Regions from separate parts of the Mus musculus genome. Here regions 1 and 3 are each linked to region 2. Evidence: chromatin contacts called from public Hi-C data. All regions are on one chromosome and are shown on one strand. Each heading gives the region's core, a stretch centred on a gene start, on an enhancer-like site or on the middle of the called end of the contact. The rest is flanking DNA. Distances are from core to core; before and after follow the strand shown.

The links. A called contact is a pair of places that touch in the nucleus more often than the background predicts.
Region 1: a Hi-C map of cerebellum shows a contact between it and region 2, with 2.1 times the contacts expected there. The contact joins the promoter of 6530411M01Rik here to the enhancer-like site in region 2. A contact is called at or near these places in 6 of 484 Hi-C or Micro-C datasets (the HL-1 cell line, the N1E-115 cell line, cerebellum and 3 more).
Region 3: a Hi-C map of cerebral cortex shows a contact between it and region 2, with 2.9 times the contacts expected there. The contact joins two enhancer-like sites. A contact is called at or near these places in 6 of 484 Hi-C or Micro-C datasets (CD4 T cells, cerebellum, cerebral cortex and 2 more).

Annotation. Positions count from the first base shown.
Region 1 is chr17:9,166,478-9,169,583 of GRCm38.p6, forward strand. 6530411M01Rik (RIKEN cDNA 6530411M01 gene) reads right to left here and starts at 1,545. Exons shown (of 3, transcript NR_027881.1): 1 at 810-1,545. Gm52287 (a long non-coding RNA gene) reads left to right here. Exons shown (of 2, transcript XR_003952250.1): 2 at 1-3,106.
Region 2 is chr17:12,220,153-12,223,457 of GRCm38.p6, forward strand. No RefSeq gene overlaps it. Among named protein-coding and RNA genes, the nearest start is that of Gm46605, 43 kb to the right of the region's middle. Within about 2 kb of position 1,994, at least 22 of the 459 cell types and tissues checked have an H3K27ac peak or open chromatin away from gene starts, as enhancers often do. A contact at or near this core is called in cerebellum and cerebral cortex, where this site is marked.
Region 3 is chr17:9,030,263-9,033,635 of GRCm38.p6, forward strand. No RefSeq gene overlaps it. Among named protein-coding and RNA genes, the nearest start is that of 1700010I14Rik, 44 kb to the left of the region's middle. Within about 2 kb of position 1,364, at least 64 of the 459 cell types and tissues checked have an H3K27ac peak or open chromatin away from gene starts, as enhancers often do. A contact at or near this core is called in cerebellum and cerebral cortex, where this site is marked.

The DNA.
Region 1 (3,106 bases), core at 295-2,794, 3.1 Mb before region 2:
TTAACTGGGTGAGTCCTGGAATTACCACGAGGCTTGTATCACCATGCTTACTCCATTCATTTTGTGAAAGCATTTTGATTATACATATACAACACACTCACACATACAGAACACACACATCTATATACATATATACACACATGTAAGTATGTGTATATATATTCATATACACATACACATATTAACCATTATGGTATTAATACAGGTGCTATCATTTCTACTGCTGAGAACGGAGCCCAGAAAAATATGAATATAGACCAATATTAAAATATAGATAAACTTATTATCCTTATATCTAAATATTATCTACACATACACATTCACACATGCACACTACTCCATAAGAAATGGCAGCCATTTAAAGGTAATATGTGAGATGCTTTATGAAAAAATATAGACACAGCCCATGCATCAACATTCCTCATACATGTATATGTACATAATCAAGGAGTTTACGTGAAAAATGCAAAATACAGAAAATACTGCTCTGGGTGGGTTTCATCTAGAATCCTTTTGCGTTCACACATTTCTCTAATTTCACATCGTATGATTCTGATAACAAAACAAAGGATAGACTCATTTCAGAAGCACCATTTTAGAAAAAGGTCATCTGCTCTGATAATTCTGTTCAGAAATGAACGGGGTCGGGGGTTTGGGGGTGTGGCCCACATGACACATTTCTAGGGCTCTTTTGTGCTTGATTTTGTCCCTCTGAGACAGCACAGTGGGCAGAGGAGCCCAAAGGGAACAGGCACAGCACACTCAGAGTTCCCCTCCCCCACTTTGCTCTCTGAAACTCTGCAGCCAACCTTATTGAATTCCTCGTAGCGATCCTGCCCAGTGCCCCGCTGTGGCCCAGCTGCTTTCCGGCACCCTCTCTGATAACAGAGAGAGGGCGCCCCACACCTGCTTCTGAGACTGGCTCCTTAGGGATGTTACTGTTGCCTCCTGGATCCTGTGCATGCTTGAGAAGGATCCCCGGAACGAGACATTATTATTTTCTCTTTTCTTCGCGGAAAAGAGGCTAAAAATAGGCACAGAAGCACCTTACAGCCTCCAGGCTAGTGGCTGGAAAGTCACCGTTCAGAGGTTAACGCGCCAGCATTAAGACAAAGTAAAGTAGCGAGCGCTCGCGATGTCACGGACTTGCAGAGTAAATAGGGGAGACAGGCTGCTCTGACGTGCTGAATTTATGAACTTTACTGTTCTGCTCCACCCAGAGCGCTCCCCTGCACTCATGGGATGCTGTTGCTGCATTTGCAAGCCACTGTCTCTTTCACCTCTGAGGCGCTGCATTTGCAAGCCACTGTCTTTCACCTCTGAGGCCTGGGAACCACAGCTCCCCTGGGGTCGCTCCTTGCATGGCTTCCGGAGCCTCCAGGGATCTTCAGGTCTCTCCAGGAACAATGCTGTGAGCCCGAAACTGCATTGTCTCAGCCGGATGTTTTGAGGAGGATCCAGGGCACGTTTGCCAGCTTCTAAACAGCATAGCACAACAGCCCCGCTTCTGTGAGTCTCTGCTTTGTGAATCTGCTTTCTGGACTTGTCCTTGCTCAGCACCCAAATTAGCTTAACAAGCTACGGAAATCTCAGCTCGACCTGGAGGCAGCAGTGGCAAGACAGAAACAGAGCTCCGAATCAATTGGCCAGAGGCGTGGGGGGTGGGGGAAGACAAAAGAAACATTGTGTCAAATTTATTTTCTGTACTCTTGGGATTGCAAGGAGAGCCTGAAAATGCTCACAGCGAGAGTGACTAGGGCCGGCTTGGATTTTTAGCTAAAATAAACCATATTCATGTCAAACTGCAAAGGGCACATTGGTTTACCGCGCGAGGGCAAAGAAGACAAACGGCGAAGTAGCGGCATCAAATAATGATCTGAAATTTACCACGGGTTCGCTCGGTACATCCTTCCCTAACTCGTGTATATTTCATTTAAATGTATCCATCAGTTTAAATAGGGCACTAGGTCCGTCCCGCCCTCCACCTGTGCTCTCAATGTTTCTCTGCGTGTCTGCCAGTTTGTGGGATGCCTGCAGCTAAGATGAATCAGAATACAAAGAGAGGGCTGACAGGTTCGTGTATGCCCAAGGTGAGCTGTGACCTAAAATGAGACTAGTTCTAAGGAAAGATGGATCACATGTGTCATGCATGCTGGACCAGCAGATGGCAGCAGAGCTCTGGGCTCCCACCACAGTGAAACTCCGTTCCCTCATCAGAGTGGTCCTATGTGCCCTCTGTGTCACTGACCCCAGAACAACATCTTTGATTTATAATCATACATGACTAGCATCTATCCCTTTTACTACAAATCTATGACATTAATTCAGAGGTCACCATTCTCTGAATGGGACATCCTGCTTACATAAAAAAGAAAAATAAAGTTTAAAGGCGTGGGGGAAATCACAGAACAAAATAGGGGGTATGTGTGTTTCCCCCGTCTTTGAGCTTCTTAGTCTATATTACCCCACAACCAAAACACAATATGTTGGTTGAAAGTGTTTTTTTTGCAACTAGTTCCTAGCATGAGGAAGCATAAGCCTTTAATTTCATCATCTGGGAAACAGAGACAGGAAGATGTCTGTGAGCTCAAGGCCAGCCTGGTTTGCATAATGAGTTCTGGGTCAGCCAGGTACAAAATGAGACCCTGTCTAACAACAAACAAACAAACAAACAACTCTTGCTTGGTTGACCATTCACAATCTCCCCATATTTAATAAAAATTTACCCCCAGAACTATTTTGAAATACCCTCTAACATAATATGATTAGAGATAGTGCCCAGAGCCAAATTTCACTTTGTCCTTAAAACCGCAGTCAGAGATTCTCCAGGTCTTCCCAGCTGTATTTTAATGGTTTAATGATTTTTCAAAGTAGAGGAGTTTGGGAAATTATAGGATTTAACAAATTGATGGCAGTTGGCCTTGTACAGGTTTAATTAAATTAGGGTTTAATTGACGAGATGGAAAGGGGTGGTGGGATTTTTCTCATCAGCATTCCGGGAGCATCAATGAAGATCTGCCTTGCCAGAAAGAGTGTCATAACCTCCCGAGACACTAGATGGTGCTGCAGAGTCACTATGGAATTTCTATTACCGGTTTTTAAGACT
Region 2 (3,305 bases), core at 744-3,243:
AGCGCTTCCTTGAGACACAGAGAGGACAGTCTTGATGAAACGGCGTCCACTAGTCTCGAAGGTCTTAAGCTTTGAAACGGAATGTTATGACAACATCAGAAACAGTCACAGGAGTGGGGAAGCCCTTGAAGCAAGGGCAGGGGCATTTTACAACATGGCATCACACCCCTCTCCAGCTCTCCTGCGGTACCCAGGAGCACAGGTGAGCCCAATCTGGGGGCTCTGCTCTCCTCTACACTGAGTTTTTGGTTGGCTCTTGTTACAGCACAGCAGGGCGGGGGGGGGGGGGCTGCTCTTCTCAGCAGTCTTTGTAGAATGGCCTGTGGAGACATTCGCAGACTGAGGGCTGTCAGCAGAGGCCAGATGCAAACAAAACAAGAAAAAAAAAAAGATAGCTGAAAAGGACCAGTTATAAGACGGAAGAGCTGCAGTGCTTGGACTGATGTCCCGTCGTGTGTCGTCCCCCCCCCCCCCCACCACCTGGTACAACTCCCTAGAAAAGCTGTGCATAGGGTCCACAAAGGCACATCCTGTCCAGAGTTACTGCAGACTTAAATATCTGTGCAGCCATACATAGTCATGTGTGACTATGACCTTGAAGAGCCAAGGGAGGGTGACCTGAGGTCTAGGGCCCTCCCTTAACCCCGTTAAGGGACGGCAATGTATTATCAAACATAGATGAGTTCGAGCTTGCAGAAATCAGAACATCACGTTTTTGTGAGAGAAAGTTGAGAGCCCAGGGAGGCTGAGTTCCCACAAGGTGCTGAGGTGGGTACATCTGCCCTGCCACGAGGCCCTGTAGGCTTCCCCTGGACCCTAAGGCCACTTTAGCTGGGACCTGAGCTAGCACAGCTTGGTCATCCAGCCTACTGACCTCCATGGGCCCGACTGCCCATCTGTACAATGGGAATGATATTCAGCCCTTGGGTTGCTGCAAGGGTGTGGGGAGGCTCACCCTGAGAATGTAAGATCGTTGGATAAATCAGGTGAAGGAATGGAAGGTGGCTTCTAAGCTGTGACTTCTCAAAGTACCTGGCAAGAACCAGACAGTGGTACAACTGCTCACGTCTCTCTGGGTTTGACCTGGACTTTGGTGGCAAGTCAGAGACATTTTAGGAAGACTGACTCACTGACTGGGTAGTGGTGCTCTGAGTGAGGGGGACCCTGGCAGCCTGTGCCTCAAGTTGACTCAATGCTGGCATGACCTGGCTCTATCCCTAGCCTATTCCCTTGATGCAAAGTGGGGGATTTTGCAGTGTCCTCTGAAAGAATATTGGCAGGATGACCACAGGGAGAGCCAAGGCTCACTGAGAGCCTACTCCGTTAGCTTTTCAGAAAGTCATTTTCTTTCCATGTGCTAACACAGACCTGGAATAAATCTTGACTCCATCACTTCTAAATTGAGCAAAACCTTGGAAAGGGAAGAGGATGTTCAAAATGCTACAACACCTGTGTCTTTCTTTATGCTCACTGGGGTTTGAGGGATTGATCATACATAATATTAACTCCAGTGGTAACTGTTCAGCTCAAACTGGTCGCAGGCAGCTTCCAGTACAGGAAGAGTAGGACAGAGTAGGCTCAACACAGGCTTCCGAGCTTGTCCATAAAGGCAGTGGATAGAGCTGGCCACTGGGTTCTCTGGAATAGACGAGGCGCCACCAAAGCACTATGCATGTTACGGACACCTGCCAGAATAAAAGTTAAGTGGGAAGAGGGTGGGAGGTGGCCCCTGGGCTTAGCAAGCCTCCTGCAGGACCAGGACAGTCTGGAGGAAGGCAGAGTGCTGCCAGGACTTGTATCTGAGAGTTGGAGTTTGAAGTGGGGAAAGATGGATGGCCCTACATCTGAGGCTGCCTCCTGGCTGCCTGTTCTCCCCACGGCATTGTGAAAAAGCACTTCCCAAGTTTAACGTCTCAAGTGGTCTGAAGACTGGTAGAGCAGATGGTGACGTGTTGGCACTGGCTCCCTCTCTGACACCTCAGGCTCAGTCGTGACTCAGTGGGTGGCACAGGCAAGGCTGGGCCATGATGACAGGGGCTGCCAATCATGGCCTTGGGACCCAGAGGCAACTCAGGCGCCAGTTTGAGTGAACAGCCTTAGTGCAAAGGTCCCAGTGTCTACATGGATGTGAGCCTGGCGCCCCTTTCAAGGTCTGTATGGTTGGCTGTCCCTGCAGACCCACGGTGCTCAAATGGGATGTTCACCAGTGACAGCCAGGGCCTCTCAGACTTGTCTTTGCCGCTTCCAAACAATCACTTATGAGCTTCAGACAGTTGCTTGCATGTTTGTTGTCGGGATTCTTCCTCACACAGGTAAACATCGAGTGTTTGAAGGTGTCTGAAATTGTTGCCCATAACAGGGCAATTTTCTGAAAATGCTACCCCAGACTTCGATGGAGACGGTTTCCTTTTTTTTTTTAATTAGAATGAATGAGGCTCCAAACTGACCTTCAGAGTGTATAGCAGGCAGAAGGGTTTAGCTGGCTTTGTAGACATACTTCTTCTGTCCACAGACAAGGCAGAAAGGCAGGGGCTCCATCAGCACAGAACCCCAGGCCTGCCTGGTGCCCACCAACACCTCACATGCACTGCAGAACCACGCCAGCCCTACCTGGTCACGTCCTCAGCACCATGCGCACACCGACCCTGGCTAAAGTGTGTCCTCACTTTAAAAAATTTAGCCAAAAGCTAAATTGTGCTTTGATCTACCCTGCACCAGCCGTGACAAGAGCGGCTTAAGGCCTGAGGGAATCACTGGATTTCTGCTGGGCCCCAAACACCCAATGTCGCTCATGGCACTGGTTACCAACCAGCAAAGGGCCTGTTTCGTGATAGCTGTCTAAAATTATTATTTTGGTCAAGAACACAGTCTACAAATATGCCACCTAAATAGTGTGAGTCTTTAGGAAATCATCGGAGGCTGGGAGAGCCTCCGGGGTCCAAGGCTTCATCAGGTGTCCCTCTGAATACTGACTACAGAAAGGGCACAAGCTTAGAAACTTAACCACAGAATGCCCATCATCTGAGCATTCTCTTTCCTAAAGCATCATGGGAAGTGCCTTAAGTGCCTTAAGCAGGGTTAGGCTGAAATAACTGAGCTCTCGGTACAAGGCCAAGCTGTTTCGAGCAGAAGGATAACCAGGGACTAACTAGGTCCCTGTCCTGCTGCTGCCTGATCCTGGCTAGTACTGCACTGACTAAAGGGTGCCTGCCTGCTTTCATCTCCCAGTGTTTAGCAGCATCTCCTAGAGCTGTGTGAGGAAAGGTCCCGTGTCCCGTCCCGTACCCCCCCCCCCCCCCCCGGGC
Region 3 (3,373 bases), core at 114-2,613, 3.2 Mb before region 2:
TAACACTCTCATCTGTGTGGTGTTAGGTCTGTAGCGGCTGTTCATGTGAGTAGTATGCATTGAAGCTGTTCTCTGAAGGATCAGATTATAAGCTGCCCTTTGCCAGAAGGGGGCAACATACCAGAGAGACCAGTGAGACCTCTAACAGCCCTAAGCATCTCAGACACCTGCTTCTAACACCTTGCTTTCACAGAAGAGCTCGCTGGTGTCCTGAAGCCTCGGAGCTGACGGGAAATCAGTCATTCTGGGCAGCATCCTTAAGCTTTGATCTTTCCAGCAGCAATGTGAATTTTACATATTTTTTTTCCCCCCACCGGCATACTTTGTTAGGTTTTTTTTTTTTTTTTTTTTTTATCACAAAAGACTAAGGCTTAGCCTTTGATAAATTCTCATTTGCAGAGATAAAGTAAAAGGGGGAAAAAGCATTGGGACCTTATAGGAAATGGCAATTTCACCCCAACACCCCCCCCCACCACACACACTCATGCAGTGATAATTTCGAAGTTTAGAAGGGTAACACACACACACACACACACACACACACACACACACATATACACACACACACACACACACACACACACACACACACACACACACACACACACACACACACACACACACACACACACACACACACACACACACACACACACACACACACACACACACACACACACACACACACACACACACACACACACACACACACACACACACACACACACACACACACACACACACACACACACACACACACACACACACACACACACACACACACACACACACACACACACACACACACACACACACACACACACACACACACACACACACACACACACACACACACACACACACACACACACACACACACACACACACACACACACACACACACAGACACACACACACACACACACACACACACACACACACACACACACACACACACACACACACACACACACACATACACACACACGCACACACACACACCTACCCCTTCAAGCATGAAAAAAGCATTTGAATTAAGCCAGGCACACAAAGCAAGAGAATTGTGGAGAGAAGCTCTCTGACAGGCAAGCCTGCTCTTTATTCTCTTGAGCTAATTCTGCCACACGACACACTGGCATCCAGAAAAGTAAGATTCTGACAGGCTAATTTCAGCTTGTGCTTCCAATGAAATGTACATAAGGCACTTGTTACGTCTAGTGACAGTCAGTGTCATTTTCTGTTTAAAAGCAATCCATTTGTGTGGATGCCTAGGAGAGCAGGTGCCCGTTGAGGGAGTAGGAAGGGCGTTTGGGGTCTAGTGAAGGTTTGCACGGCCGCTTGGCTGAGGCAAGGGAAGTGAGGCTCGGCCCGGATCATCAGGCTGGATTATCAGGCTGCTTGGGTTCAAGGACAGAGTCATCAAGTCAAGCTGGTGTCTGTCCATGACTTCCCCCGTCAGCGGTAAGATCTTAGGACCTATAGAACAGACGATCAGGTGGTGATATCGTTTGCTTATCAGTCCAGCTTGCTGCAGCTGCGAAGTAGAAAAGCTAAAAACAAAGTCTCTGAGGACAGACACATCAGAATACGGAAACAGAACACCAAAAAAACAAAACGGAGGCAGGCTAAAGGAGGACACGTGTGACCAGTAGGTGGCGCCATTATACCGCACAGAACCCGGCTTTCTGGCAGAGCTCTACTGGGGAGATTAGAGCCATATACAATTTCCTGTTGGCATTGAAGGTGAAGTCAAGGGTTGATATAAAGAGCTCCATGAGGCTCTGAAAATGCCGCATGCCGGCAGCAACCCAGGCTCACCCTTAAAAGAACTTCAGGAGTGAGGGCGCCAAGGAGGATACTGAGTCATAGCCCCATCGAAATAGTGTCTGATGTCACTGGCGAAAATAGACCCGGAGATCTCTTCTGTTTATCCCGCTGTAAAGAGGTGACATTCATCGGGTGACTAGAGAGTTCATTTAATTATAAAAGACAGAGCCATAATAGAGAAGCAGGATACGACTCCCTTGTCTAAAAGGTGTGGTGGATATTTGGAACCATGTATTTCCTAACCTGTGGTTTACAGCGTCTTTTAAAATTTGCTTTCCAAAGGAAACAGCATTTGGAACAGCAAAGATTGCTCAGGTCAAGACAGTGTGTAATTACAGTGCCAGATGGAGACTATTTCTGCCAACCACGATTCTAATTTCGTCTTTCCCTTTACCCAGTACTAAATTGAGTCTACTTAATAGAGACGCGTACTGCCAAAGCCACCCACAGCCCGTGTCCCATTCTGATTTCCACCTATCTTGTAAGATTTCAGACAAGCTTGAGGTTTAGATTGAACAAAGACAAGCTGAGCTACCATAGGGCTGGCTAATCTACAAAGAGGATCTGGGGGTGGGGTGGGTGCTTAAACAGTACATAGAGTGGGCAGGCACAGTCCTCTGACCAGAAAAGCCTCAGGCAAGGACAGTCTGGCACCCCCCTGTTGTGGATTTAAACTACCATTTCTTTGCACTGACTCTCAACTATCTCAGCAGGGATTTTGCTCAGCAATCTTTGCAGAGCCTGTTTCTTCCCTACATACTGAGTATGAGCAGTGGGTAGGGTTTTATTTCATCCTCCTTCCCCAAAATCACTGTGGTTTCAGGGAACTAGAACAGAACATGGGCCTCAGTGTGGGGCAGCTGTAGAGCAGTGATCTGACCATGGAAGCTAGCTTCGCCACAGGGGTGTACTTTTTGTTTGTAGGGACTAGAAAGTATGGGAATAGGTATGAAAGGAATAGGGCTGGACAGAAGGGAGGAATGGGAGAAATGAGGGGGAGAGGGGTGGAGAAAAGAATAGAGGGGAGGAGAGGATGGGAGGGGAGAAAAGAGGAGGGGAGGAGAAAAGGAGAGGGGGAGGGCAGAGGAGAAGAGGGGAAAAGAGGATAGGGGAAGGAAGAGAAGAAGGGAAGATGAGCGAGGAGGGGGAGGAGAGGAGAGGGGAGGGAAGAGGAGGGAAGGAAAATGGAAAGGGGAGAGGGAGAAAGGAGAGGAGAGGGGAGGGGAAAAGGGAGGGGAATGTAGAGGAGGGGAGTGGGGAGGGAAGAGGAGAAGAGGGGAAAAGAGGATAGGGGAAAGAAGAGAAGAAGGGAAGATGAGCGAGGAGGGGGAGGGGGAAAGGAGAAGAAAAGGGAAGGGAAAAAGGGAGGGGAATGTAGAGGAGGGGAGTGGGGAGGGAAGAGGAGAAGGAAAGTCAGAAGAGGAGGGGAAGGGGAAGAGAAGGGAAGGGAGGAGAGGGGAGGGAAGCCCCATAGAACTTGATCAATGATAAGGATGTACAGCCGAAGCTTCGGAGTGTACATCTGGAAGATCCACTCTGTTGTGTT